Regions from separate parts of the Mus musculus genome. Here regions 1, 2 and 3 are each linked to region 4. The links are chromatin contacts, called in public HiChIP or PLAC-seq and promoter capture Hi-C maps. All regions are on one chromosome and are shown on one strand. The core of a region is the stretch at or near the end of the contact, and the rest is flanking DNA. Distances in the headings are between cores, read along the strand shown. Region 1 holds the start of Emc8 (ER membrane protein complex subunit 8). Region 2 holds the start of Zfp469 (zinc finger protein 469). Region 3 holds the start of Fendrr (Foxf1 adjacent non-coding developmental regulatory RNA). Region 4 holds the start of Zcchc14 (zinc finger, CCHC domain containing 14).

Region 1 (6,222 bases), core at 2,350-4,849, 980 kb before region 4:
GGGCCCTTCTCTGCAAGCCTGCTAACATTGTATCTAAGCACCGTCATGGATCTCAAGTGACTCCACGTTAGCCAGAGACCAGGCAAAGCTAAGAGCACACCACACCTGAGCCTGCACGACCACCAGGTGGAGGTCGCCTGCCTGGTCAAACCTCCTGTCTGCAGCAAGAAGCAGGCCGTGCCTTCACAGTTTCAAGGAGCTACTTCTCAGGCCAGCCCAGAGTTCTCCTTGAAAGAGAAGCTGGGGGTGGAGTGAGGCTGCTAACGAGAGGGAAGTACCCAGGGCAGATGGGACATCAGCTGTGGGGCATGGAGTGGAGACAGCAGGAAGAACACTGGCCTGAAACCACATCATGGTAAGAAAGTCATCTGAGCAGAATGCAGAGAGCCACCTCCGCTGCCAAAACCAAGGCAGGGGAAAGACAAAGGGCTTAGAGAAATAGGGTTACGCTAATTTCCCTACCAACCCTTTTATGGTTTTTTGCTATTAAGAGTAATTCCTTCACTGCCTACGTCAAAGGGCTTGAGGATAAATAATAGGCGTAAGTACTTAAACAGATGAAAAGCACCCGGAAATGCAAGGATTTTTGTCTAATGGAAAATGATAATAGAAATCCCTTCAAAGGAGTCTCATGCTGTCCTTTGGCAGAGCACATGTTAAGAAGTGGCTGGCTCGTCTTTACCACGTTCAGCAATCATTCCAGTGTGAGCTCCTTGGCAGTGGGAGCCACCAGGATGGGGCCTCACTGAAGTAACTGCATGGGTTCTGCCTGTTGCTGTTAAAACTTCGACAGCCTGCATTTTGACAGCTGCAGGCTCTAAGCCCAGAGACCTCCTGGCCTTCAGCATACAAGGTTGCAAAGTAAATAACACAAATTGAAGAAAACTCAGGCACCGGGGAGGCTGGTTAGACAGCCCAGGGGAAGTGGAGGAAAATATTCAGGGCAGGGGGCATGTATAGGAGGAACAGTAGTACCGGGAACTATGTGTGTTTGGGAAGAGACAGACTGGAGGACAAGGAAGTATGAGCAGAGGGGTGGAGGGAGGGAGCAGCAGGCATACTGCTCTAAGGGACTTTGCTGCTCCCATGGGCACAGGGTCACATCCTGGGACAGATGCACTGTCCAGAGAGATGCTGTCAGACCCCAGTCCTTCAAGGGGAGCCTGCAACCTGCTGCAGGAGGCAGCTCATCTGAGACTGGCAGGTGATGAAGGGACAAGTTCAACAAGAGCCTGAGGGAGACACTCCACAGGCATCGGAATTCATCACAATGGAGCTCAGGCCTGAGAACTGTTAAACTGAGCACTGGGGACTCAGTGTTTCCACACTGTTAAAGGGACACAGTGGAGGGCAGCATTGGAAGAGAGTGGTCACAGCATCTGGTGCACAAAGTCCAAGACAGTCAACTGCCAGACCGTCTCAGATGTGGAGGCCCTGAGGCAGGTCACATGGCCTGGGATGCTGGGCTGGCCTGACACTTGAATGCCCTGACCATCCTAACCCTCCAACTTTGACCAGCTAATTTTCTTAAGGAGGGGAAAAACCAACCAACCAACCAAACACAAAAACTACCTTGTGGGTTTTTTTGTTTTTTTTTTTGTTTTTTTTTCAAGACAGGGTGTCATTAGCACTGGCTGTCCTGGAACTAGCTGTGTGGAACAGGATGGCCTTGAACTTTAAGGCCACTTTGCCTTGGCCCTTGTTTTAGTTTTAAGTTCAGGTCTATAAGTATGGGCATGAGTGCAGTACACACAAGAAGCCGTAAGAGGGAGTCTGGAGACAGAGTTAGTGGTGGTTATAGGTGTCTGACCTAGTTAGGACTGTTCCTCTAGGAGAGCAACCAGTGCTCCAACCACTGAGCCATCTCTCCAGCTCCTCCATCAGCTGGTGCTAGGAGCTCTTCAGCACAGAGCTTGCCAGACCTCTACAAATCCAAGTCTAACTGAGCCCTGGGTTCAATCCACCCCACCAAGTCAGGAGAGAACCTGAGAAGCCTGCCCTACTGTGGAAGGCAGGGCCCAGCCAGGTGCAACTCCCTTGCTAACAGAACAACTTAGACGGTGGCCAGAATCACCCACAGGAACTCTCAAGAGACACTTTAGGCACTAAAAGCACGCTTCTCTTCTGGAACGAAGTATCATCTGCAAACCTTCCTCCTGCTCAGAAAGAATCTAAAAAACATTCAAAATGTGCCCAGTAAACGTGCCGATTTGCCTGTAGGCTCTTGTAGTTTGCTGGAAATTACCTCTGGTGTTTTAATGTAAATTAAATAATGGATGAGCAAGGTGTGGTGGTAGTGCACACCTTTAGACCTAGCCTCAGGAGATGGAGGCAGGCTGGTCTGTGTGTAGGACGCCAGCCTGGTCTACAGAAGAGTCCCAAACTCGGCAAGGCCACAAGAGTGAAACCCTAACCCTCTCCCCCAGAAAACAAAAGAAACAGAAATCAAGGAATGCGAGTCGCGTCGGTAATCCCAGTTCTCAGGAATCTAGAGCAGGAAGTGCTGGGAGTGCCAGGCTAGCATGGGGGGCTACATTCAAAGCAAGTCTCCGATTCAATGCAGTCATTTTGGTGGGAGAGGGGGAGACAGGATTAGCATTCCCTCCTAGGCCAGCTCAGATTTTTAACTTCAGAGCTCATTCTGAGATGTAAATGAGGCTGTGGGGAGACTGGGTGGTTACGGGTCTGATCTGTTTCTCAGGTGCGTCAGGACTGCACCTGAGAGCGCTTCCAAGATGTAGTAAGCAGCGCCTGACCATATCAGTCCAGGGCTTTATAAAGGCAAACCGCAGAGTTAGAATTCCGGGTCTTGCAAATGTCTCTTAAGCAGAGAAACCGAGTTTGATTACAAGCGCAGAAACAGCAGTCCGTATTATAACCTATAATCTTGCTAAAACAGCAAGTCTGGGGCAAAAAAATCGGCAAGTGGACCCACAAAATACAAAAACAAACAAACAAACAAAAAAACCTCTGTAAAACTAGAGATTTACATGCTATAGGCATTTTTTTCTTTGTGGCCTCACAAACACATTAAGTTTAAACTTTAAACGTTACCTATCCCAGATCTCACTAATGTAGACCAGGCTGGCCTCGAACTCTTGCCTCCCCATCTCGAGTGCTGGTTTTAAGGACGTCCACCACACATTCGAGTTTCTCGGTCATCTTACAAAACCTCGAGAGCTCCCCGGGAGCAGCCGCAGCGTCCCGCGAAGGGCGCCCGACTCCGCCCGGCCCGGAACCCCGCGCCGCGGCCTCGACCGCGAGCTTACCAGGGTGAGCGCCACCTCCAGCATGGGCGTCAGAGCCAGCGTGCCGTGGAAGAGCGGGATGCAGTCCACGAAGAGCGTGTGGCTGCCCGCTCCGGGAGGATGCTCCTTGCGCGGCCTCTGCCTCTCGGCCACCAGGAGCCCGTTGACGGCGCAGTGCGGGTACTTGGCGCCGTGGAGCACCATCTTGCAGTAGGCCTGCGTAGTCAGCTTCACGCCGGGCATCGCGACCCACGCACCGCGGTCCTCCGCCACGACCCTCCGCTGCACGCCGTGACGCTCTCGCACCTCCGGCCGCGGCCTCCCGCCTCAGCCGGTCGGCCGGAAAACGTCTGCCGGAAAGCAGCTGCTACCCGCTCGGCCTTTCGCGACAGTTACCGCCCCGCCCCGCCTCGTCCTGCCCCGCCCTGCCCCGAGCCGCGCCGCCCCGCCCCGCCCCGCCCCGCGCTCTGAAACGGACGGGCTTGGGGCGGGGCTTCCCTGATTCCCGCGATGCTTCGCGGCTCCGTCTTGGTCTTCCGGTTGCGGGCCCCGTTCTTCCGGTCGCGAGCACCCCAGGGTGTAGAGGGCGGTCGCGGCGGTCGCCTGGGCAGCGGTGGCAGGTGACGGCCTTGGACGGCGGGTGAGGGTGGCACGGTCGGGGGCCCGAGGACCTGGAGCGCCGGGGCCGGGAGCGGTGCCTCCGAGACGCCCCCGGACCCGGGACTTGAGCGGCTCGGTGACCTTGGGGCGCCCGCTTCCCCGAGCGGGTCTGTTGTCTCGGGTCCCCGCTCCGGCCTGCCGGGCACCGGGCGTTCCCGCTGTGCCAGGCCCGAGGGACAGCGACCTGAGCCCTGACGTCACGCTACGGTTTCTGCCGCCCCGGGCGTTGATTTTTTTTTTCCCGGGCTCGGACGTTCTTTCTCGGGGATCGAATCTCAGGGGTTGTGCTACAGTGAGGCGTGGGGCTCGGGTCGCTGGGGCGGGTGACAGGGTCATCCAGGTCGCCTGCGGGACGCAGGAACGGGAAGCGGGCCAGGGCCTGAGCCTGGGCGGCCTCCTCCCGCTTGCCCTTCGCAGTCTCTGTACAAGTCAATTTTTAAAATAAAACTCAGTCGCAGGAGGTGTGCTACCGTGCTATCTATCTATCTATCTATCTATCTATCTATATATCTAGTTCTAGCAGTTTCAGTCATTTTTGTCTTTCTAGTTAATTTTTTAAGAAGCCGGATTTATAGTCATTGGCCAAAGCCATGTATATTACAGCCCTTGGCTTGATGTAAGGAAGTTCACCCTGTGCCTTCGCATCAGTAATAAAAACCGGATCCTGGGGGCATGCCTCTGGCCTGTAATGCCGGCTCTTACGAGGTAGAGGAAGGTAATAGTGGAAGCTTTCAGGCCAGTCCGTGCCTTAAAAAGTTGATGAAATCATTACCAAAAAAAAAAAAAAAAAACATTTAACATTTCGGGGGATAAGTTGCATTTACTTCCTTAATGTTTTGCCGCAAAAAGACTTTGGCTAAAAGGTGTTTGCTGTCATTGTTAAGAGGTATAAGGGTTTTTTTTTGTCTTTCAGAATGTTGGCTTCCAGAGCGCTGAGCCTGATTGGCAAGAGAGCCATTTCTACTTCGGTGTGCCTTCGAGCACATGGTGAGCAGGACTTTCACTCCCTTCCCTGCCCTTTTCTTTCTCCTCCCTTTGGTTTTTCATGACAGGGTTTCTCTGCATGGCTCTGGCTGCCTTGGAGCGCAGAGACTTAACCTGCCTCTGACTCCCATGTTCTGGGATTAAAGATGTGCACCGCCATGCCCGGCTCAGGACTTTTACTTTCTTTTTCTTTTTTTTTTTTTTTTAAAGATTTACTTATTTATTTTATGTATATGAGTACACACAGTAGCTGTACAGATGGGTGTGAGCTTTCATCTGGTTGTTGGGAATTGAATTTAGGACCTCTGCTCGCTCTGGTCAACCCTGCTCGCTCTGGTAGACCCCGCTCATTCTGGTCCAAAGATTTATTTATTATTATACATAAGTACACTGTAGTTGTCTTCAGACACACCAGAAGAGGGCATCAGATCTCATTACGGGTGGTTGCTGGGATTTGAACTCAGGACCTCTGGAAGAGCAGCCAGTGCTCTTACCTGCTGAGCCATCTCACCAGCCCCCGACTTTTACTTTCAAACAGGCAAACTAAATGTCTTTTTGCCCCTATGTCTCAGGTCCTGTGCTGGGATTTTTTTAACAAAGATGCCTGGTAGCTTGGCCTTACCGGGATTTTAGGGAGAGATGAGAATTTGAACAGGGCGTTTGCCTGCTTGAAGGAGCATGGATAAATCCTATTAGTCTGGGTCTTTGCTTGCTTTATTTTCTTCTTACATTTTTTTCTCTCTCCCTTCTTCCTTCCCTCCTTCCTCTCAGTCTCACTGTGTAGCTCTGACTGGCTTTGGACCCACAGGGTTCCAGACTGTGCCTCGTGAATGCTGTGGTTAAAGGCAGGACACCACACCTGTAAAGTTCTGTCCCTCTGTCTGGCGCCATGTCTGTCTTTAATCTTTTCCTGCCACAAGCCTCTGTAAACGCATAAAGCCCGCTTCTGTTGCCATCCCAGAAGCATGAAGCGAAGGGAGGCTGCTGGGCTTGAGTCTGAGCTGTGTGGATTTCACCTCAGCCATGGGCCAGCTGCTGGTGTCCTAAGGCTCTGCAGCAGTGAGAGTGCTGTGTCCTGTTGCTCTCCCCGGGGCACCATAGGTGCAGGCTGAGACAGAAGGGTGTTGGGTAAGGGAAGTCCCTCTTTTATTATCCAACACGGAAAAGACATGCTCCATCTCCAAGCACAGATATCTGTGACAAGACCAGTTTTTGTCTGACTTGGCTGTCATTTTTTGGCAGTCTGGCCAGTGGACAAGGAGCTGCAGTCTCCTTGTTGTCCTCTGTGGACATCTGTGCCCACAGTATTAGAGCGCTTTGGGAGCCTGCT
Region 2 (6,811 bases), core at 428-2,927, 580 kb after region 4:
TTAAAACAGATATGTCTTCCAAGGTCTCCCGGGTGGGTGGGACCCCAGCAGTAGGGACTGGGAAGCCTGGTAGCTGGGGTATTCCTCCACTCACAGTTAGTTTCTCAGACCCTTCCTGGATGTTTTCTGAGGAGCAAGAGATCCTGGGTCCACAGGCCCAGAATGATACTGCGGAAATGTGATCAGAATTCCAGAGCTGGGGTGCAGGGCAGGGTGGGGGCCTCTCAACCCAGATTCTATTCACATTTGCATCCCCTTCGGGCTCACTCACTGTCACATGCCACACTGCACAGTCCCAGGAAGATCAGCTTTGCCCTGCAGCACACTGCAGCTCAGGGCCATTCACAAGTGAGTGGTTCAGCATAGGCCTTGGGACCTGCCCAAGGCCAGGAGTTTCCCAGGAAGCATCCTGGAAGCCTGCGCCCAGCCTTGCTTTGCATGATAAAGGTGTTCCCAGGAGTGAAACTGGAACTTCTGAGTGGCAGCTAGACCTACTGGGGGTGGGAGCTGTGGAAGGGCTCTTTCTGACAGGGTCTCTTTCCGTGAAGTACCCCCGCCTGTTGAGAAGCCCACAGATCAATGGTCAGTGATCCAGTTCATCTAAAGTGGAGTCAGTGATCTTCTCTCTCTCAGGACCTGGGGCTGTGAGCTCACATCGTGTACGTGTGTGCGTGGAGACCAGAGGTCGGCTTCAGGTGCTGTCCGCTTTGTTATGGAGACAGGTTACCCTGGAGCTCACCGAGTAAATTAAGCTGCCTGGCCAGCTAGCCCCAGGGATCTGCCTGGCTCTTGCTTCCCCAGCACTGGGTTCAAATACACGCCACACCTTGCCTTTTTACTCAATGCTGGGGCATTGAACCCTCATGCTGAGCTGAACATCTTAACATAAGCTCTTCCAGCTGTGTGGCCTCTGGCAGATTCCTGATCTGTGAAGCTTGGGTTCATGTTAGATGTGGCATTTTGTCAGATGATCTTAAAGGTGCCCCTCCGTCTCTAGAGACCTAAATAGCTCCTTCGGTCCCCACTACGTTCCAGTGTGCTCATCCCCAGGCTGGATGATGGCCCAGTAGGAAGCCACCAAGGTTGATGACTTCGAGCTCTGTGTTATGACAGAAGCCCGCTGGACATCTACTCCAGGCCGCAGCACCTTAGAGTGTCAGACTTATGTACTGGGGGGTAGGGGGAGGCTTAACCTGAATTTTCCCCTAAACAGGTGTCAGCTATGGCCCGGGCCCTAACCTTCCGGGACAGAAGCCAGAGGAAGAGGTTTAGTTGCTTTTGGTGGCCCAGGGACTGGGAGGAGCGAAGGATGGATAGAGCTGCGACTGGAAGCCACACGGTGGAATGGTGGCAGCCGTTTCCGAAGTTGCGCTGAAGCCAGGCTTTCCGCCCAGCGGCGTGCCAGCTGTAGAACTGGCCAAGGAGCGTGTTGTGGGGGGAGAGGGTTGGTGACCGGGGAGAGAGTTTCCCACCAGGCCGGCGTGGCTAGGTGGATCACATGAAACCAACACCTAGGAAAAGCCGTGCTAAAAATAGCCGGGGCGGGGCGGGGGGGGGGGGGGGCGCAAGCGTGTAACCCAAGCCGGGGCGCTGCTGTGCGTCCGGCCTCCGCGCGAGCGCTGCCCGCGGACCGGCCCGGGAGGCGGCCCTCTGCTCGCACCCCGCCCCAGGCGCAGCGCGGCGGCTCGGTGCCCGGCGGACGGGCGGGCGGGCGGCCGGGGCGCTGCGGGCGGGGATGAGCGCTGGGGCTACGCGGTCCGGGCGCGGGCGCCCCGCGCGTCCCGGGAACTGGAGCTACGCGCGGCCGGGGCGGAGGTGAGTGCGCGTCGCTGGGGTGATCAGGGACGGGTGCGGTCACCGCGCTGCCCTCCAGGCGCACGGCTGGCCTCGGGTTCCGACACACGGTGAGACGAGCTGCAGGCGCCGAGTACCGAACTCGGGGCTGCCTGGCCCAGCCCCTGAGAGAGCTGTTGGGGATGTCGCCCGCGAGTTGCGAAGCACAGAGCAAGCATCACCAGAGCCCAGGGGAGTCGGAGCCACGGGGCTGCGGGAGGTGAAGCGGTAACTCATTCATTGCGACTTGGAACCGTTCGTATGCTACTCCACCGCCGCCCGCTCGGGACCCCCTAAGGTCTGATTCCGCGGGCGGGATGGGGTCCGGCTAGCGGACTTGAGGGTCACCACGCTCTTGCTTCCGCCAGGAGGCCCATCGCGCCCCCACCCACCCTGTGCTTTGGGGCAGCTCCGCTGGAGGAGTCCACGGAGTTAAGCTAAGCCGACCGCGGAGACACTGCGCCCCTCGTGGCGATGGTGGGAAGGGGAGGGTATCGTAGCGGGATTCAATCGGACTTCCAGTGGCGGCCTGGACCCTGTCCTGCACCCGAGACCCCAGGGTAGAAGCAGGGATGTGCATAGCAGACAGGAAAGCGGAACAGCCGGGCTGCTGAGTGGGGCTCGGGCTCCAGCTGAGACAGTTGATGGCTTTTCTTCGGGCTCCTCTGAGCCGGCTGTGTGGGGACTGTGCCACGTGTTACTACTGCATTTAATCTTCCTAGTGAAATGGGTGGAACCCCGTGCTCTAGATGAAGAGGGTCAGAGTGGCCTGTGTTGCACAGCTGGAAAGCAGCAGAGGTGCTGACAGTCCAGAGCCACACTGCCAGTTGACTCTGGTCCAGTTCCCCCTGTTAGAGGGACAAAGGTGTGTCGAGGCCTCTGTGTCCTGCACTGTCCCAACCGTCTTTACTCAGCCAACACCCAAGTCCGGAAAATAACAGACAAGCGGGCAAAATGCTTGGGCATATTGACGGGGCCAGTCGGGGAGAGCAGCAGCTGGCCAGCAGTCCCTTCAGGATGGCATAAGCTTGCCTGGCAGGTCCCTTTTGCCATAAGCTTGGCCTGGCAGGTCCCAAACAACTGGGCAGAGCCAACAGAGTGTGTCTTCCTTATTGTGAATGGGAGAAGGCAGCAGAGGACGGCACAGGGTTTCTTCAGTCTGGGAGATAAGGTGAGACAAAGCAAGTGGACTCCAGGCTGTCAGTATCCCAGGGCATTGTAGAGGCCGTGGGAGAGCCAAAGAGAGCTCTGAAGTCATGAGCTTACAGTGTCAGTGATTTAGTCTCCACAAGACCCCACCCTCCACCGACCCAGGTCAGTGGCTGCTTGTATGCCCCCAGCGATGGCCTCTCACTCCTTCACAGCAGCCTGAGCCTTCTGTCCTGCCGCTACTGGAGGATCCGTTTCAGCCCAAGCCCCTAGCTGTCAATCACCTGGAGTGACAGGCGACACAGTAAGCCTGGAGTTGCCACAGTTGCCTTGGAGAAGTTAGTGGTATGTCACTCCCCACCAAGTCTTTGGAGCATGTACCTTTTACAACTTGGCATTGCAAGCCAGGAAGTGTCCTGCCACCTGCTTTGGGAAGCAAGCCCTGGGTCTTTCTCTGCGTGCCCTTGCTAAGTACTGACATGGCCTGGAAGCAGAGGCCAGGCCACACACTGAAACTTATGTGCAGCCTGGGCTTCTGGGCCAACCCCCAATCCATCTTGGGAAGAATTCCATTTCTGGGTCTGCTTTCTCCTCTAGAGCTGCAACGGTGTGGAGGAGGGGCATACTTGCACAGGTATACCCAGGCCAGGGGCAAGTGTGGCAGGTAGCATGGCCTTGGGCAAGTCACTAAACCTGGCTGGTCCTGGGCTCCAGCCGATGGAAGCAGGTGGCCAGGTACTGGACTGCATCTGCTTCTTGTTTTCCTCATCAGCCCTCCATTGGCCTCACCCCATTTCCTCCTGGAACTCGTGCGTGAACAATGAAGGGTGAGAGGGCCTTTAACACAGCCCCTTCCTCCCACACCTACCTGGGACACTCAGTTCCCTTCCCTCTTGGGACACCTCCCATTCTGTCCCTGTCCTCGATGGCCATCACCAGAGCAGGTGAAGCCGTGTCCCCTCTCTAAAAGGAACAGCAGCTACAATATGGCCCAGCCCATCTCCAAATAACATTCTGCACCCAGCACCTCTGACTGACACCCTCAGCCCCGTTCTCTGTGGAGCTGACCCATAGTGCTCTGACCCAAGCATGGCGGGAGGAAGGCTCCAAGTGGGCTCTGGGCTTTGTATTGAGGTGACATGGCTCCCTCACGACCTGGAAAGGTTTCTTTGGCCTCTCTCTTTTTGTTTGTGCTTGCCATTCACCCTGGGGCTGAGGCTGGGGCTGAGGCTGGGGCCAGGGCAGTAGAAGCTGTCAGTGTTATCCTGCAGACCTGTCATGAAGTCTGCCAGCATCCCACCATTTCCAGTGGTAGAAATCCGGTCAGTACGGGTGAGTAGTGGTTCTTTGCTGCGCTAGCGTACTTTGCTCACCAAGAAGCCACAAACCCCAGGGCATCTCATCATCTGTATCAGAGCCTCCGCTTTAGCGCCATGATGTCTATGCCGTATGCGAGCTGCTATTTCTGTTCCCAAGGACTGCACTCAGCCTAACCCACTGTGCACACTAGGGAATGACCTCCCTCCCCAGAGACACAAAGAGCCAAGGCATCTGTCATGTCCGGCAAGTCTGTCATGTCTGGCTTGGGATCCCTTCTCAGGTGTTTAGTGCTCATCCATGGTATGGGACATGGTGCAAAACAGGTCCTAAGGCTGCAGGGACCCACGCAGAGGTGCCTGGCCTGGCTGAGCTCAGCAGTGAGGTTCCTGCCACCAGTTGTTCCTCAGCACTGATCGCTGCTCCTCGAACACATGTGCACGCATGCACGCATGCATGCTGCTGCTGCTGTTGCTGCAGAAGCGTGTATTGAGTTCAGACTGGAGCAAGTGTGCCTGGCAGAGTGGAGCAGGGACTGTGACATGTCTTTAAACCATATATTTCCGTGTCCAGCCTGGCAGGATTGAAGTGGTCTCTGGGAATTACACTGTTGGCTAAGTGGAGCCTACTCTAGAGAGGCAACGCCCAAGCTAAGTTCTGCTTATGAGCATGGAGAGGCTACAGAGAGGCTTGTCTGAGGACACTGCCATGCACCCAACACTCTGCTATCCTACCCTTCCCCCAACACACACACACACACACACACACACACAGTCTCTTCCATCACTCAGCATGTAAAGGGCCCACTGCCTTCTGGGAGCTGGGATCCAACTTCTCTTTTTCTCTAAGTGATTCTGACCTGCACACCCCATCTCCACTCAGTTCTGCTCCTTCCAGATGAGAGGGGTGAGCCCCGTGGATAAAAAGAATATTTATTAGCTTGGGACCTATTTATTAGCCTCAGGCCTAACTTCATTCTGTCCTGGCCTTTGCAGTGTGTAAGACCAGGACAGACATGGAGCCACAGTCTGTATAAAAGTGGCCAAGAATGGGAGGCCTCTCTGCCTACCCTGTCCCCGACCTAGGGTGTAGTGTTACTGAACAGGCTTAGAGAGCAAAGACAGGTGAGTGCCACTGTGAATGGCCACACATGTGAGTCGCTGGAGACTATGCCCAGGAGACAGGCTGAGGAAGCTTCCCCTCCCATCCTGGCTCCTCCTGCTGGTGCTGGTGCCAGTGGCAGAATGGGGGACATTCCGTCCCCTGGCTGTCTCTCACAGCGTCTGTCCTGTGTTTGGCTGCTCCGGGGCTGGCATCTCAGCCAGCCACCTAACAGAGTCAACATTCATGAGCAGCAGTCAGGGGCCCCAGCCGGCTGGGGCACTGCAGAATGTGACCGTTAGGAGCGCCCCTGAGCGGCATTTTCCACATTCCTTGGGGTTCACCGGGCCAATGCGGCCTTGGCCGTGTGTAAACAGGCCAAGGCTCTGCAGGACCTGGATGTGGCCACTGGGCACCACAGGAGCGGGAGCATGGAATGCTGACTCCATGGCTGGCCAGTCCAGGAGCCAGGCTGCTGGTCTGGTCCTTGAAGAAACAAGTCTTTTGGCTGAGGCTGGGTGCTAGCTGCGGTGGGCACCATCACCATCCAGTGCAGCCTACAAGGCAAAGGCCTCGCCTCCCCCACCTACCACTTACCACACAGCACCCACCACACAGCACCCACCACACAGCACCCTTTCAAAGTGTAAAAGTCCTATGGGGTTTAGTACGCTCACAGAGCTGTGCACTCACAATCTCATTCTAGAACATTCCACCACCTCCCCCACCTCTTCCCAGCATCCTCTAATCTCCTCTATCTCTACCTCTATGGATTTGCTTATTCTGGACATTTCATGTGCATATGCTCATGCTCTGTGGCTTTCTGTGTCTGGCTTCTCTCACTGGATGTCATGCATTCAGGGCTTGAGCAGCTGCCTTGGTCAGAGCTTTCGCCTCTGGCTGGCTGGACAGTGTCCTCCCCAACCCCCCCCCCAAGGGCTCTGTATGCCTGTCACTGCAGTGATATGTGGTCGTTATGCATCCTGCTACTATAGACATATATGTCCAGGTGTTTCTGTGGGCATATGTCTTCATTTCTCTCTGGTAATTCCCAGCAGAGGTGCTGAGCCCGAAGAGCCACCCGATCTTGTTTGCCACCATGCCTTGGGCCATGTCACATCTCCACAGGTCAGTGAGCCGTAGGAGCCGTGTATCCCTTTCTGAGGTTGAGAGCCATGGACTCTAGTGGGTAATGCATCGTTCAGGGGCCAGATTCCCGCTCAGCCGCAGACAGAATCATCAAGGCAAAGAGAGTTGTGGTTAGGACCCTGAGCCATGTCTAGGGGACGATTCTGTCCTGCAAGATACTCCATCCTATCCCTCCTGAGATGCTAGCGTCTCCACGTACGTTCTTACCTCACACTGGGCTGGACTCCAACTTCTATGCAAAGCATTCAATGCCTTCCTCATG
Region 3 (6,226 bases), core at 2,133-4,632, 570 kb before region 4:
TGTTTTGTACACCTGTTGTTTGTTTGGGTTTTTGCCAATTGTGCCACATCCACAGCACAATTTATTAGTTTATTTTTTTAACTAAATTATTAACCTGTTCTGGGTTAAGTGGCTGTCTGTCGGAGATACAGGTTTTAGATGCTGACAGTGACCGTCCCTCTGCTCCCCTCACCTCCTTTCACTGACAGCAAGTCCCCCCCCCCACTTTGGCTAAGCAGAACACCCAGCCCTTCCTTACTTTAAAGTGCACCCCAATACAAGTAGCTGCCTCAAGCCTTGTTTCAAGGGTACCCCATCCTACACCCCTGACAGAAACCCGCCCACAGCGCTCTCAAGGCCGCCGTTTTTCCTGAGGCCTGTAGAGTTACGCTCTTCTACCTTCTGGGCACATATTTAGAACACTTCAGAACATTCCGCCTGTAACACACAGTCCTGTCCACATTCCTCCACTGTGCATAAAGCAGTCCCGCTCTGCAGGTAATTACACCTCACAATCCCGCGTTGCTCGTGCATATACAGGGCGTGTCCTTCACGTTTGTTTGCTTTTTAATCTGGGGGACAGGGATCTCAGATATCCAAGGCTGGCCCTGAATTTGCTAAACTCAAGGATGACCTTGAACTTCAGCTCCTCCCGACTCCACCTCGGGAATGCTGGGATTACCGATCACCTCACCTTTCTGTACACACGTTAGTTGGGCAATCTACCAACCAGGCCGGTGGATAGACTGAAGGAGAGTCCTGCCCAGTTAGAATCTTCAAACACTGATTGCACATGAAGCCACCACACCAGCCCCAGGTCCTCCAGGGCTTAAGGCATGGTATTCGTTTGCTATCCATTCACCCCTCTACATCTCCCTCGCTCTACAGTTCCCTTGGCAGTCCGTGGTGCCTGTCCCACCGTGCACTTTGCCCACAGTTACCTCATCGGGCAAGTGGCACTCTGAATTCTGGTACCCAAAGGCTGAATTGTCCGTATCACGTTCCCTCCCCTCTCCATCCCTGCACTTCGGCGCGTCCCCCGCGCTCCCTCTGGATGTCGGGGATGCGCAGTCTCGCGTGGGGTCGGCCCTTGCTAACCTGCAGCAGGGCGGCCGGCCTCGCTGTGGGTGGTCGGCGGCGCCCGCGGCCGGACGGCCGAAGCAGGATCTGGTTCCGCGCTCGGGTTTCGCCGGGCGCGCTTTCGGCCGGCGGCTTCACTTAAGCAATTAACCAGCGCAGATACCTGGGGCCCCGGAGTGGGGGGCGTCCTCCCCGAAATGCGGGCATTCCTGGAGCCAGTGCTAAGCGCAGGGATTTGATTTGAGATGCGGAGGGAGTCTTGTGGATTTTCAGCTGAGAGCAGGTATCACCCTATGGATCCAGGGCCCTGCCTCCCTGAGGCTGCTCCCCCGGGGGACTTTTGTGTGACATTCGTCCCAGCTCACTGCTGCCACAACCGTAAGAAGTGGGTGCTTTAGTTGGAGCCGCGTTTAAAGGGAGAAACTTGGCTCCATACAAAATGGTCTAGGCTGGGACCATCCAGACTTGTGAGTGATCCTACACTGAAATATGGGGGGGGGGGGGGGAAGCGGTCCCCGCGGCCTCTTAGGAGGGAGGCATGATGACCCTGCTCCTGAAGTCAGTCTCATCCTAGTTACACAAAATGACCAAGAGCTTGGCTTCCTCCCACCCCCTCCCGCCCCAGTTTCAGTTGACACTTTATAAAAGCATCGGTTGGAGATAGTTTATGGGGCCAGGAGACTCGTCCAGCAAGGGAAGCCACTGATAGAGCCCTATGACTGAACCTCCGTTTCTCCTCTTTAAAAATGTGGGATTCAGAGAGATCTCAAAGTGTCTGCGAGCTGTTTCGAGACACATAGGCAACTCCCCCCAACCCTCATTGCTTTATAACTGTAGAGGGTCATCCAAGCTATAGGCTTTCAGGGTTCCTACCCTCTTGGGTACCCACTTCCATCTCTCTCCTCAGTGGAAAGTGGGAATTCGGGCTGAGCCTCAGGCAACTGGGCTCCCCTGACCCTCCCCCTCACAGGCAGCCTTAGGAGGTAGGCCTGAAGACTGAAGGGCAAATGAAACTTCAGTTTCCTCCCCTGAAAAGGAAATTTCTCTACAAAATACCCTAAAGAGCCTCTGACAGCGGTCTGTGGGAGTTCGGGAAGGGGGGCAGATCTGGAGGTCACCTATGGGCACACATCCTTTAACTGGAAAAGAGCTTCACGTCCCCTCGATTTGGAGGCACCCTTGATCTGAGGTCAGAGGCAAGGCTGGACTGGGGCAGCATGCAAAATACAGCCTGTGCCGGCTCGGAAAATGGGCGCCTTCCTCAGCTCACTTCTCGCTAAAGGCCAGCTATGTAGCGCCCTTCTGAGAACTTCCCTCCCTGAGGTACAGCCCAGAGTCCTCAGGTCTGCAATTGCCAGTGTAAGAGGAAAAAAAAAAAAAACAAACCGTAAATAAAAAGAAAATAATGGAGAGGAAAAGAAAGGAGAAAGGGGGGGAGAAGAAAACTTGGGGGTGTGGGAATGTGTGGCCTGGGGTGGAAGGGTGCGCTCTGGCCTACAAGGCCCATTCTTGTGATCCTGTGGCTCTGTGTGGGCGAAGGCACAGTCCAGCAGCGTGCAGGCTACATGTGGTGCGCCCTTCCAGGGTGGGGCCCCTTAACTGTACTTAAGTCCCGTGAGAAGGCAGACGCCAGTCTGTGGATGGTGCTGAGGGGTGCTGTCTAGGCCGACTGTGTGGCGCAGAAGCCGGCTTGCTAGAGCGTCTATGTGCACGAACACATAACCACACATAAGCGTCCACCTCCCTTCTTCCTCCCTTTTAATTTAGTTGGACCACAGAGTTCTAAAGTCTGTCCTGGAGAAAGGAACGGGATGGCGACTCTCGCCTCCTGCGAACCCGGTTCTGCCAAAGGAGGCAGCTACAGAGCAACAACCTAAGTCAGTAAGCCCCCAGACCCTCGCACAGATGTGCCAGGCGCCTCGAAGACGACAAGGCGCCTACCACCAAAGCTGAAGGCGTGGGGGTGGGGAGAAGATGGGGAACCGAGAATCCAAAGAAACTTGAGGCCAGCGGGCTTTGAAGGAGACCCGCAGACATCTCTTCTTGCAACTCGCGCCAGGGCGCAGCCGCCTAGCTCCAAGGTCCCTCGCACCAACTCCTGTAAAGGTCCCCTTCGTCACCCGCCCTGCCACTAGGGCTTCCCGCGCGCGCGCGCGCGTGTCTGGGCTGCGGAAGGCCCACACTCACCTGGTTTCGAGCGCGCAAGTCCACCTGGGATCGTGAATCGTCCTGCGCCCCGCATCATCTCTCCAAGGCCGCGACCCCGCAGCCAGGGCCGCTCCCTGACGCGCTCCCCGCCTGCGCCACCCGCTTTCCGGAACCCGGCCTGGCGCGCAGCGTCGGAGGCCCCGCGGCGGCGGCAGGCCGAGCCCATAGGGGCATCAGGCCAACTCCCCCCGCGCCCGCGGGCTTCTCTACTCTTATTATTAAAGGATCCCCCGGAACGTGTTTACGTTGAGCCTTGTAAACTTCCTGCCCCGGACTTTGCCATCTCTCAGGAAATCAGAACCTGCGCTTGTAAAAGGGGACACGGGGCCGCGGGGCCAACTAAGCGGATTTCAGAGTTAAGCGTGGGGGGAGGGGGCTCCGAGGAGACTTTGCTCTGTGAATTCAGATCTGAGAGTGGCAGCTTCCCGGGGGACCCTGGGGAACGTGAGTGGGGAGCGCACTGGTGCAAGCCTGCGCGTCTAAGTTGGTGATTAGAGGATTCGCTTGGGGGCATCGTTGTGTGTGCGCTCCGGGCGCGTGTTAATGCACGCGTGTGCGCGCTTTCATGAATGAGTGCACGAAGCCGCCTGCTAGGGAACCTGTGCGGTTCGTGGCACTGCACGACCTGAAGCCACTCTCCGGGTCCCGCTTGCAGCGCTTGGAGACAAAGCGCCCGCTAAGCCGCCTGCGGTTTCGTTTTCCGCCCGCCCGCGCTCGGCTGGGGCAGTGGCTGCAGCGCGGTTGGGCGAGTCCGAGGAGCGCCGGGCGCCGGCGCAGCGCTTCCCAGGGCGGGGAGTGAGGGGAGGCGGTCCCTCTCGGGAACTTACGCCGTCCTGCCCCGGGGGCCGGGAACCCAATCGCTCTCTCTGCCCGCGCTGGTCACGACCCAAGGCCTCCGCCACCGCCGCAGCCCAGCGCGCCGGGAAGACCGGAGTCCCGGGCGCGTGTCCAGCCCGGTCATCCGGGCCTAGGAGGCGGGGACCGGCACACCGGGTCCAGGTCGGCAGAGGCGGGGCAGGCTTCGCAGTCCGGGGAGCGGGGGTGGAGGGGGGCTGGGGACGCGTGGGGAGGGACCTGGGGGGCTTGAGCCCACTGAATAGCTACGGGGGATCGGACACTGCAGGCTGCGGGGGCGCAAAGGCGTGCACCGGCGGGGGGGGGGAGTAGGCGGGGGGGGCGGTGCCGGGCCCCCTGATGCGCGTGGCCTCCCGCAGGGAGGAGGAGGAGAATAGCGCGCCTGGGGAGGGCGGGCTTGCGGGGGAGGCGCGCTCGGGAGCCGCAGTGACGGCAGAGGTGCAGCCGCCCCGCGCAGCCCCCTCCCCTCCCTCCCCTCCTGCTCCTCCTCCTCCTCCCGGCTCGGCAGCGCAGAGCAGCGGCGGCAGCGGCGGCGGCAGCAGCCACCCGATGTCCGCGCCCGACAAGCAGCAGCCGCCGCACGGCGGGGGCACAGGAGGAGGCGGCGGCGCGGGCGGCCAGGCCATGGACCCCGCGGCGGCGGGCCCCACCAAGGCCAAGAAGACCAACGCCGGCGTGCGGCGGCCGGAGAAGCCGCCCTACTCGTACATCGCGCTCATCGTCATGGCTATCCAGAGCTCGCCCAGCAAGCGCCTGACCCTCAGCGAGATCTACCAGTTTCTTCAGGCGCGCTTCCCCTTCTTCCGCGGCGCCTACCAGGGCTGGAAGAACTCCGTGCGCCACAACCTGTCGCTCAACGAGTGCTTCATCAAACTGCCCAAGGGCCTCGGGCGACCCGGCAAGGGCCACTACTGGACCATCGATCCGGCTAGCGAGTTTATGTTCGAGGAGGGCTCGTTCCGCCGGCGGCCGCGCGGCTTCCGAAGGAAATGCCAGGCGCTCAAGCCTGTGTACAGCATGGTGAACGGGCTGGGCTTCAACCACCTCCCCGACACCTACGGCTTCCAGGGCTCCGGAGGCCTCTCGTGCGCGCCCAACAGCCTGGCGCTGGAGGGCGGCTTGGGCATGATGAATGGCCATTTGGCTGGCAACGTGGACGGCATGGCTTTGCCCAGCCACTCGGTGCCACACCTGCCCTCCAACGGCGGCCACTCGTACATGGGTGGCTGCGGTGGCTCTGCGGCCGGGGAGTACCCGCACCACGACAGCTCGGTGCCCGCTTCACCGCTGCTGCCGGCCGGCGCCGGCGGAGTCATGGAGCCGCACGCCGTTTACTCCAGCTCTGCAGCAGCCTGGCCGCCCGCGGCCTCCGCGGCTCTCAACAGCGGGGCCTCCTACATCAAGCAACAGCCTCTGTCCCCTTGCAACCCAGCCGCCAACCCCCTGTCTGGCAGCATCTCCACGCACTCCCTGGAGCAGCCATACCTTCACCAAAACAGTCACAACGGGCCGGCAGAACTGCAAGGTGAGTGCAGGGGGCTCCAACCCCAGACCCAAGCCATGACAGCCACTGTGAACCGATCTTGCTTCTAGAGCATTAGCCCCAATTCTTTGGGTACCAACTGCTCTCTCTCTCTAAGGAGAGTTTTGATGTCCCCAGTTTAGACTGGTCGAGTTTCGTTTCTTGTTTCTCTTTTCTGGCTGCCCCTAGCCTGACCAGGTAGGCCCCATTCACACCAAAAAGACTCAGACCCCAGGCTCTCTTAAGTCCAGGGAACATCTGGGTTCCTTCGCCTCTAGCAAAGGCCCTGTGTATCTAGCCAGCGGCCTAGCCCTGGCCAACAAACCCACCTTTCTGATACTTCCCATGCAAAGAATCTGTGTCAGGCAAGAACGGAAAAGTTAGGCCCAAAGCAAGAGTTAGGCCCAAAGAGGCCTGGACCAAACACTGAGAGGCCCAGCCCAGGCCCTTCAGGAAACCTGGTTTGGTGAGTCCAGGGGCATTTTGTGCAGACTTAAGCTGGGTCCTGTGTGGTGGCCAGGCCTGGAGTTGGGGGTCAGAGTCATAAGCCCCAATGCTCTTTGTCTTTCAGGATCCAGGTTT
Region 4 (6,573 bases), core at 683-3,182:
CGCATGGCTCCACAGAACCACTGACAGCCAACATGGCCGGGAAAAACACGGGGAGCACAGCTGCCAGCTGCCCTGTCACCTCTGGAGGACTTCAGCCCAGCCTCCTACAGCACAGGAGACCAAGGCGGGCGACCAGTGCCCAGACCCTGGGGACTAGATTAACTCCATCTCGCCGTGGACTTTTGCCTGAGACAAAGGCCATCTTATACAGGCATTGTGAGGGCTGGCTGCAGTGGGGTGGGGCTCAGTGGCCAAGCACCTGCCTGGCATGCACAAGCTCCAGGCTCCATCCCTAGTACTGTGTGGGTGGGAGAGGACCCAAGACATTTGTTCTAGACACTTCTACTCTGAATTCACTGCCCTGTTAAAAACCAGTCCCCATCTCCTACAGAGCAACCCGGACCTGATGCGTCTGAGCTTCACTCACACAGGGGTCTGGCAGCCCAGGTTGGGAGACAGCAAGCTCCTGCTCGTGGATGAAACTAACCGCAGCTGAGGAGACCACAGAGAGGTGACAGCTGGCTGGCCTGAAGAACTTAACTTTCCTTGGGCCCTGCCTTTCTTGTTGACAGTTGCCTCGCATGCAAGAGGGAAGTGAGGTGGCAAAGTGTATGTATGTAAGAAAAAAGAAGAAGAAAAACCCAAAAAGCTAACCGAAGTCTCAGAGGCAAACGTCAGTGAAAAGATAAGACGCCACAGAAACCCATTCAGGAACCACAACCACTTCTTAGAGGAAGACATTAAAAAGAAGCCACAACTCAAGGTTCAAAGAGAGCTGAAAGAAAAACCGACGGAAGCCCCGACGACCTCACCTTGTTCACCTTGGACAGGGGAAGCTGAGTTAAGAGTTTAAACTTCAAAAGGCTCAGACTGTGGAGCAGCTGGGCAGGAGGCCCGGATGTGGCCTCTGACTACCAAGGACATGGTGTGGGACCTCAATGGCCCTTGGCACTGGTGAGCCTTTCTCTCACAAGAAACCTGGGTTCTTGGCTCCAGGGCTGCTGCCGGCCTCCAAAGGCCCAAATGCACACCGACTCCATCATCCACAACTCCGGGCTGCAGCTGAGAGGGATGGATACTAAAGAAATGAACTCCATCTGCTAGTCACCATGGCCCCCAACCACCCAGCCTTCAGCTTCCACGAGAACCACGTGCTTTACCAGTCCTCAAACATTCGGGCCACAGCTGGCATTTCTGAGTGGACAGTCAAGCTGCCCTTCCTGCCCAGCAAGCTGACATTATCATCCTAAGACCAGATCCCACCTCAGTGAGCTTGGGTTCTCCCCGATGGTGGATCACCACTGACAGCATACCCGCAGACCCGCTGAGGCTGCAAAGCCCCTGTCAAGAGCCAGGCTCTCCAGACAGACACGCTTAGCAGCGTGCACAACCCCCACGATCGCACACGCAGACACGGGTTCCTGTACATCGTACCCCTGCCATGCACGCCCGGGGACACCTGACCCAGACAGGCAGGTGGCAGGGCCCACCTGCGCCCAGGTTCCAGGTCGGTGCAAGTGGACATATCGTTGAGTGTTATGTCACCTAAGAACCGGGATTGACAGGACAAAGGCCTTCTCGTGTCCCCAGCCTGGGCCGTGACACCGAACACACAAAGGGGGCCGCGCGCTGACGCAGGCCTCCGGGTCCCTTAGTAGGTCATCTCCAGGCTGGCCGGTAAAGGACCCCAGCCGCGCTGCCCCACCGCGCGCGCTTGCGCTCACCTTGTGGCAAGCCGAGCAGGTGGGCAGCGCGCCGCTGGGCCCGGGCGCGCTCTTGCCACCGCCACCACCGCCGCCGCCGCCGCCACCGCCGCTGTTCAGGCTGCTCTGGATCTGTGTGAGCTCCTGGCGCAGCACCTGCTTCTGGTGGAAGCTGAAGGCCGGGTGGTTAGAGGCCATGGTGAAGAGCAGGAGGAACTCATCGCCCGTGCGACCCTCGTTGAGCTGCAGCCCGTAGTTGTGGATGATGGAGTCGGTGTGCGTGAGCGTGCGGTACAAGACGCCCGCCGCCTCGCGCTGCTCCGAGCCCAGCAGGGCCAGCGACACCAGCAGCTTGCTGCGCACCACCTCGTCCGTCAGGTTGGTGAGGCTGCCCAGGTCGGCCGGGTTGTTGGCCTTGATCTCCGAGTCGCGCAGCGAATGGTAGTCCTTGCGTGCCAAGTCCTCCAGGCACGAGCCGAGGAAGCGCAACTCGAGCGGGATGCACAGGTCCAGCAGGCCGCACAGGAACTCCACACGCTGCGGCGACGGCAGTTCAGAGAACCAGCGGTACACGCCGTCCCTCTGCAACGGGCAACGCTTCTCCACCATGCTGCCGCCCGCGCCGCGCCCGCCGCCGCCGCCGCCGCCGCCGCCGGGCCCGGGAGCAGCGCGCGGGCGGCCGGGGGGCGCGCAGGGCCGCGGCCGGGCGCCGGGCGAGGCCGCGCGCGCGCGAACGGGGCGCGGGCCGGGCGCGCGCGGGCCGGGGGAGCCGCCCGCCAGGGGCCCCGCGGCGGCCGGAGCCGGGGCCGCGGCCCGGGCGGCCGGGGACGGCGAGCGGCCTCGGGGCCGCCGCTCACGGGGAGGCGCCCTGCCCGCGCCCGTCCCCAGCGGCGGCCGGTGCGCGGCAGCGGCGGCGGCCGCTCCTCGTCGTCGTCGTCGTCGCCCGGGAGGCGGCCGCCCCCATCTCCCCGCGCGCCGCAGGGTCTGTCAGTGCGGGCCGCCCCCCGACGGAGCCGCCCCGGCCATGCCGCCTCCTGTGCTTGCGCCCAGGCCGGCCGTTACCCGCTGCGAGGCTGGGCGCGGCGCCCGGACGGGCCTGGCGCGGCGGAGGGATCCAGCGGGACCCGCGGACGGATCGCGGCCCGGGCCGTCGGAGCTGAGCAGAGCGCGCTCGCGAGCACGGGCAGCCGCGGCCAGCGGAGTGGGCGGGGTGGCCGCCTCTCGCGACAGCCCGGGCTGTCCGAGCCCGCCCCCCCACGCCAATTGGCCAGGCCGCCTGTCCTGCGCGACGGCTCGTTTCGGCAGCTCCGTAGGATTGGTCGAAGTCTAGGCGCCGCCTCAGAGATGGACTGTCGATCACGTCGGGTCCGCCTGTGCCCGCCCCCTGCGGACCGGCGCTAGGGGATTGGTCGGTGGGAATCGGCGTGGTGGAAAACTCGGGATGGAATTTTAGGCGCTTTTGTTCCCTCAGATTAGCCCGGAGCCTTGTTTTTTGGGCAAAGCCGGGCGTTGGGCCTCGGTGCTTTATTCATGAACGTGACGGCAAGGAGGCGGCGATGGGCCCAGAAGCACCACCGGCTCCGGACTTCCCTCTGATCTGCCCACCCGAGCTGTGTGACCTTGGGCGAATCGTGATTTCTCTCCGAGCCCCTTGCGCCTCCCGGGGAAGATGCGGGTAATAATACCCTCCCGGGGGGCTGCTGAGAGCTCACAGTGGGCGAGCACCTGCGTTTTTGAGGTGGCGGGACCGCCTAGGGCGAGGATGATGGGAGGAGCAAGCCTTCTTCCCTCCCCCACCCCAAGATCTACTTGCCAGGTCTGTCAGCTCGTTCTGTCAGCGGGCATCTCGGGCCCTGGAACCGAGAAAATGCAAACCCGCGGGCAGAGGCAGGGCTAAAGGACTGCCACCACCCTGGCTTTTGCTTGGCACCGGGATGCAATTGGGGGAAGGACAGGCGGGCCTCCTATCCCCTTCCAGTGCTTCGGATACAGGGCCCGCCTTGGGCAGACGGAGAAACTGAGGCCTGGGACAAGACGCCCCGCTCCCATTCCTAGATGGAGTCTTCTGACATCCTGGGGGTATAGGCCGATGTCCCTGGGCATCGAGTGTTGAGACCTGGACTAAGCTGAGCTCCCCTGCAGAGCCTGCAGCCAGGCCTTTGGAACTAGTAAATAGATCCTTCCAGTCTGGTCCAAGGTGCTGAAAACTCTCTCGGCGGCAGAACATTCCCGGCCTTGGAGCTCCCACCTTGAGCGGACGGTGCCTGCCAAGAGCTGGGAAACTGTTCCCTTGGCCCTGCCCACCTTCTTGAGCGCATTTCTCTGGCTACCCCAGTGTACTGGGAGGTTTGGAGGAGATAGTCCATTAGGCACCCCTACCCCCTTTTCCCAGGGCAGGCTACTGAATGAATCCTAATTCTCTGCAGTTTGGGGGAAGACATCCATTCCTAAATCTAAGAGCCAGGAAGCAAGGAAGACTGACCTGAAACACAGCACACCCCTACTTCCTGCGGGAGTGCCCCAGAACCCACAGACACCTGGGTACCTTGCCCAGACTCTGGCTGGCTGTGTGACCTGGGCCATTGACTCGACCCCTCTGGGCCTCAGTATCCTCATCTATAAAGGCAGCCTAGAGCCCAGCCTGGCAGGTGGTACTGGAGGTCCTGGGTGCTACCCAAGGCTCATTCTAGCTGGAAAGCAGGGGCTGGAACTGTAGAAGGCCCAGGGCTGGTCTCCTGCGCCTCTAGCTCTTGCTGTGTGTGTTATTTAAGGCCATGATGAATTAAATAACAGCCCCCACCCAGACCCTGTAAATGCCGCCTTGTTTAGAAATACGGTCTCTACAGATACAATGAAGATCAGAATCAAGACACATTGTGCCAGGTTAAGGATAGCCCCCCCCCCCCCCCAAATGCACTGAGAATGTCCTAATAGAAAAGCTGTGTCGTCCTTGGAGTCAAGGGCAGAAAGGTCATGTAAAGATAGACCCTCCAGTGAGGGATGGCAAGAGCTGAGGAGGCTGGCCCGATCCTCCCCCGTGCCCCGGGGACATTAGCCACCACAACCTGACTCTAGATGAAGGCCTCCAGGGAGGAGAATCCAGCTTACAGTGAGGTCGGTTCTGAGGGCAACCACAGGAAACCAGAGGAAGGTTATGTCCCCCGTTGCTTCAGCTGTAGGAACAGACCTCAGTTGGGGCCATGGAGATGAGAGACCCAAGTTCACATACCCGAGCTCTGAGGTCTCCTCTCCCTACCCTGTCCTCCCCGCCTCAGCTCAGTCCTGAGCACACTCTGCCCACGCCACTGTTGCTGGACCCACTTGAGCTCCAGGCCTCATGTTGGTTGCCAAGTTCCGGGTGTCTGTGGCAGGTCTGTGACTCCCAGTGCTCAGAGCTCCCTCCTCGGCACAGCCTTGGCCATGGGCTCCTGAGCCTTCCACGCCAGGTTTGCATATGTCTGAGGGATTGCAGCCTGCGTGCCCAGTTCCAACCTTCACAGTCTCCTCGCCTGGCCTGTCTACTCCTTCCAAAGGACTGGAGCACGGGATATTAGGAAGGATCAGGGGACCCCTAGGGAGTGCCGGGAACTGACCCCAGGGCTCAGGCTAAACCAAAAGGGCTGCTGAGCTTCGGAGGGGCCAGCCTAGGAGAAGGCCTGCGTAAGTGGAAATAGTTGTCATTCAGGCCCCAAGGCCCTCTGCCTAGAAACGCAGCTGTAGGGGTTGCTGCTGATGCGTATGGACCTGAAGCCATCTAGAGCGGTACCCAGTCTGGGGTAGCTTGGCTTGCCTGCCTGCGTTTATGTTTGTTCCAAACTGGGTTCCTTTGGGAGTAAGATCAGGAAGAGAGGACTCCCATTCGAGAGAACTGAGGACAGCAACATAGATTACCTCAGACAGAGATGTGCTGTTCAATCCCGAAGTCCCCCAGAACGGGCCACCCCAGTGGTGTGAAGTGCCCGTGTTGTTTCCGTGTCCGTACTAGTAATCCCGACTCTGGGACAGTGCATCACCCCCCCTGCCCAGGAGTCCTTCCCCCAGTGCGAGGGTCCTGCTTTTTCTCTGCCTCAGCATCCAGTCAGGGAGAAGGATTAGCATGGGGGCCAGCAGCCACGAAAACCACAAAGACAAACCAAGACCTGGTTCTGATCAGGACAGAGAACCCCGTGTGAGCTGGGTATTGAGGAGAGAGGACAATCTCCAGCAGCCCAAACCTGCTCTCCCTAAGTGGGGGCTAGACCTCAGGCAGACGCTGACTTGCTGGTTCGGGTTGGTTTTTTTTTTTTTCTTTCTTTCTTTCTTTCTTTCTTTCTTTCTTTCTTTCTTTCTTTCTTTCTTTCTTTCTTTCTTTCTTTCTTTAATTTTATGTGTGTGAGCACTTTGCCTGCCTCTCTTGTGTGTTCACATGTATGCCCGGTGCCTGCAAAGCTCAAAAGAGTGCACCGACCGGATCACCCGGAACTGGAGTTACCACAGATGGTTTATGAGCCACATGTCAGTGTTGGGAATCGAACCCAGGTCCTCTGCAATGGCAACAAACACTCTTAACTTCTGAGCCATTTCTCCAGCTCCCACTGGTGGGATTCCTTTTTAAAGATTTACATTTATTTTATATATGAATACACTGTTACTGTCTTCAGACACACACCAGAAGAGGACCTCAGATCCCACTACAGATGGTTGTGAGCCATCATGTGGTTGCTGGGACTTGAACTCAGGATCTCTGGAAAAGCAGACAGTACTCTTAACCGCTGAGCCATCTCTCCAGCCCCAGTTGGGATTCTTACATCAGGCCCATGTCCTTAGCACCACCACCTTAGCCATGGGGTCCTAATGCTGTCATCCAAGTCCCAGATATGGACCAGTTCGG

The links. Promoter capture Hi-C pulls out the DNA fragments that hold promoters and counts their contacts. HiChIP or PLAC-seq counts read pairs in DNA pulled down with a chosen protein or histone mark. Capture Hi-C pulls out chosen DNA fragments and counts their contacts.
Region 1: a promoter capture Hi-C map of pancreatic islet shows a contact between it and region 4. The contact joins the promoter of Emc8 here to the promoter of Zcchc14 in region 4. A contact is called at or near these places in 3 of 39 promoter capture datasets (cranial neural crest, embryonic stem cells and liver), 1 of 484 Hi-C or Micro-C datasets (muscle stem cells), 6 of 115 datasets of contacts at active chromatin or transcription factors (astrocytes, bone marrow-derived macrophages, embryonic forebrain and 3 more) and 1 of 9 other capture datasets (pancreatic islet).
Region 2: a promoter capture Hi-C map of the C10 cell line shows a contact between it and region 4, with 3 times the contacts expected there. The contact joins the promoter of Zfp469 here to the promoter of Zcchc14 in region 4.
Region 3: an H3K4me3 HiChIP or PLAC-seq map of embryonic stem cells shows a contact between it and region 4, with 9 read pairs. The contact joins the promoter of Fendrr here to the promoter of Zcchc14 in region 4. A contact is called at or near these places in 1 of 39 promoter capture datasets (liver) and 2 of 115 datasets of contacts at active chromatin or transcription factors (astrocytes and embryonic stem cells).

Annotation. Positions count from the first base shown.
Region 1 is chr8:120,664,488-120,670,709 of GRCm38.p6, forward strand. Emc8 (ER membrane protein complex subunit 8) reads right to left here and starts at 3,600. Exons shown (of 5, transcript NM_010926.6): 1 at 3,270-3,600. The coding sequence starts at 3,491. Gm27021 (predicted gene, 27021) reads right to left here and starts at 3,655. Exons shown (of 4, transcript NM_001308449.1): 1 at 3,270-3,655. The coding sequence starts at 3,491. Cox4i1 (cytochrome c oxidase subunit 4I1) reads left to right here and starts at 3,738. Exons shown (of 5, transcript NM_009941.3): 1 at 3,738-3,868; 2 at 4,822-4,895. The coding sequence starts at 3,759.
Region 2 is chr8:122,228,597-122,235,407 of GRCm38.p6, forward strand. It overlaps Zfp469 (zinc finger protein 469), which reads left to right and starts at 1,678. Exons shown (of 3, transcript NM_001362883.1): 1 at 1,678-1,815.
Region 3 is chr8:121,079,728-121,085,953 of GRCm38.p6, forward strand. Fendrr (Foxf1 adjacent non-coding developmental regulatory RNA) reads right to left here and starts at 3,383. Exons shown (of 6, transcript NR_045471.2): 1 at 3,247-3,383. It overlaps Foxf1 (forkhead box F1), which reads left to right and starts at 4,659. Exons shown (of 2, transcript NM_010426.2): 1 at 4,659-5,647. The coding sequence starts at 4,672.
Region 4 is chr8:121,650,001-121,656,573 of GRCm38.p6, forward strand. Zcchc14 (zinc finger, CCHC domain containing 14) reads right to left here and starts at 1,933. Exons shown (of 13, transcript NM_080855.2): 1 at 1,725-1,933. The coding sequence starts at 1,901.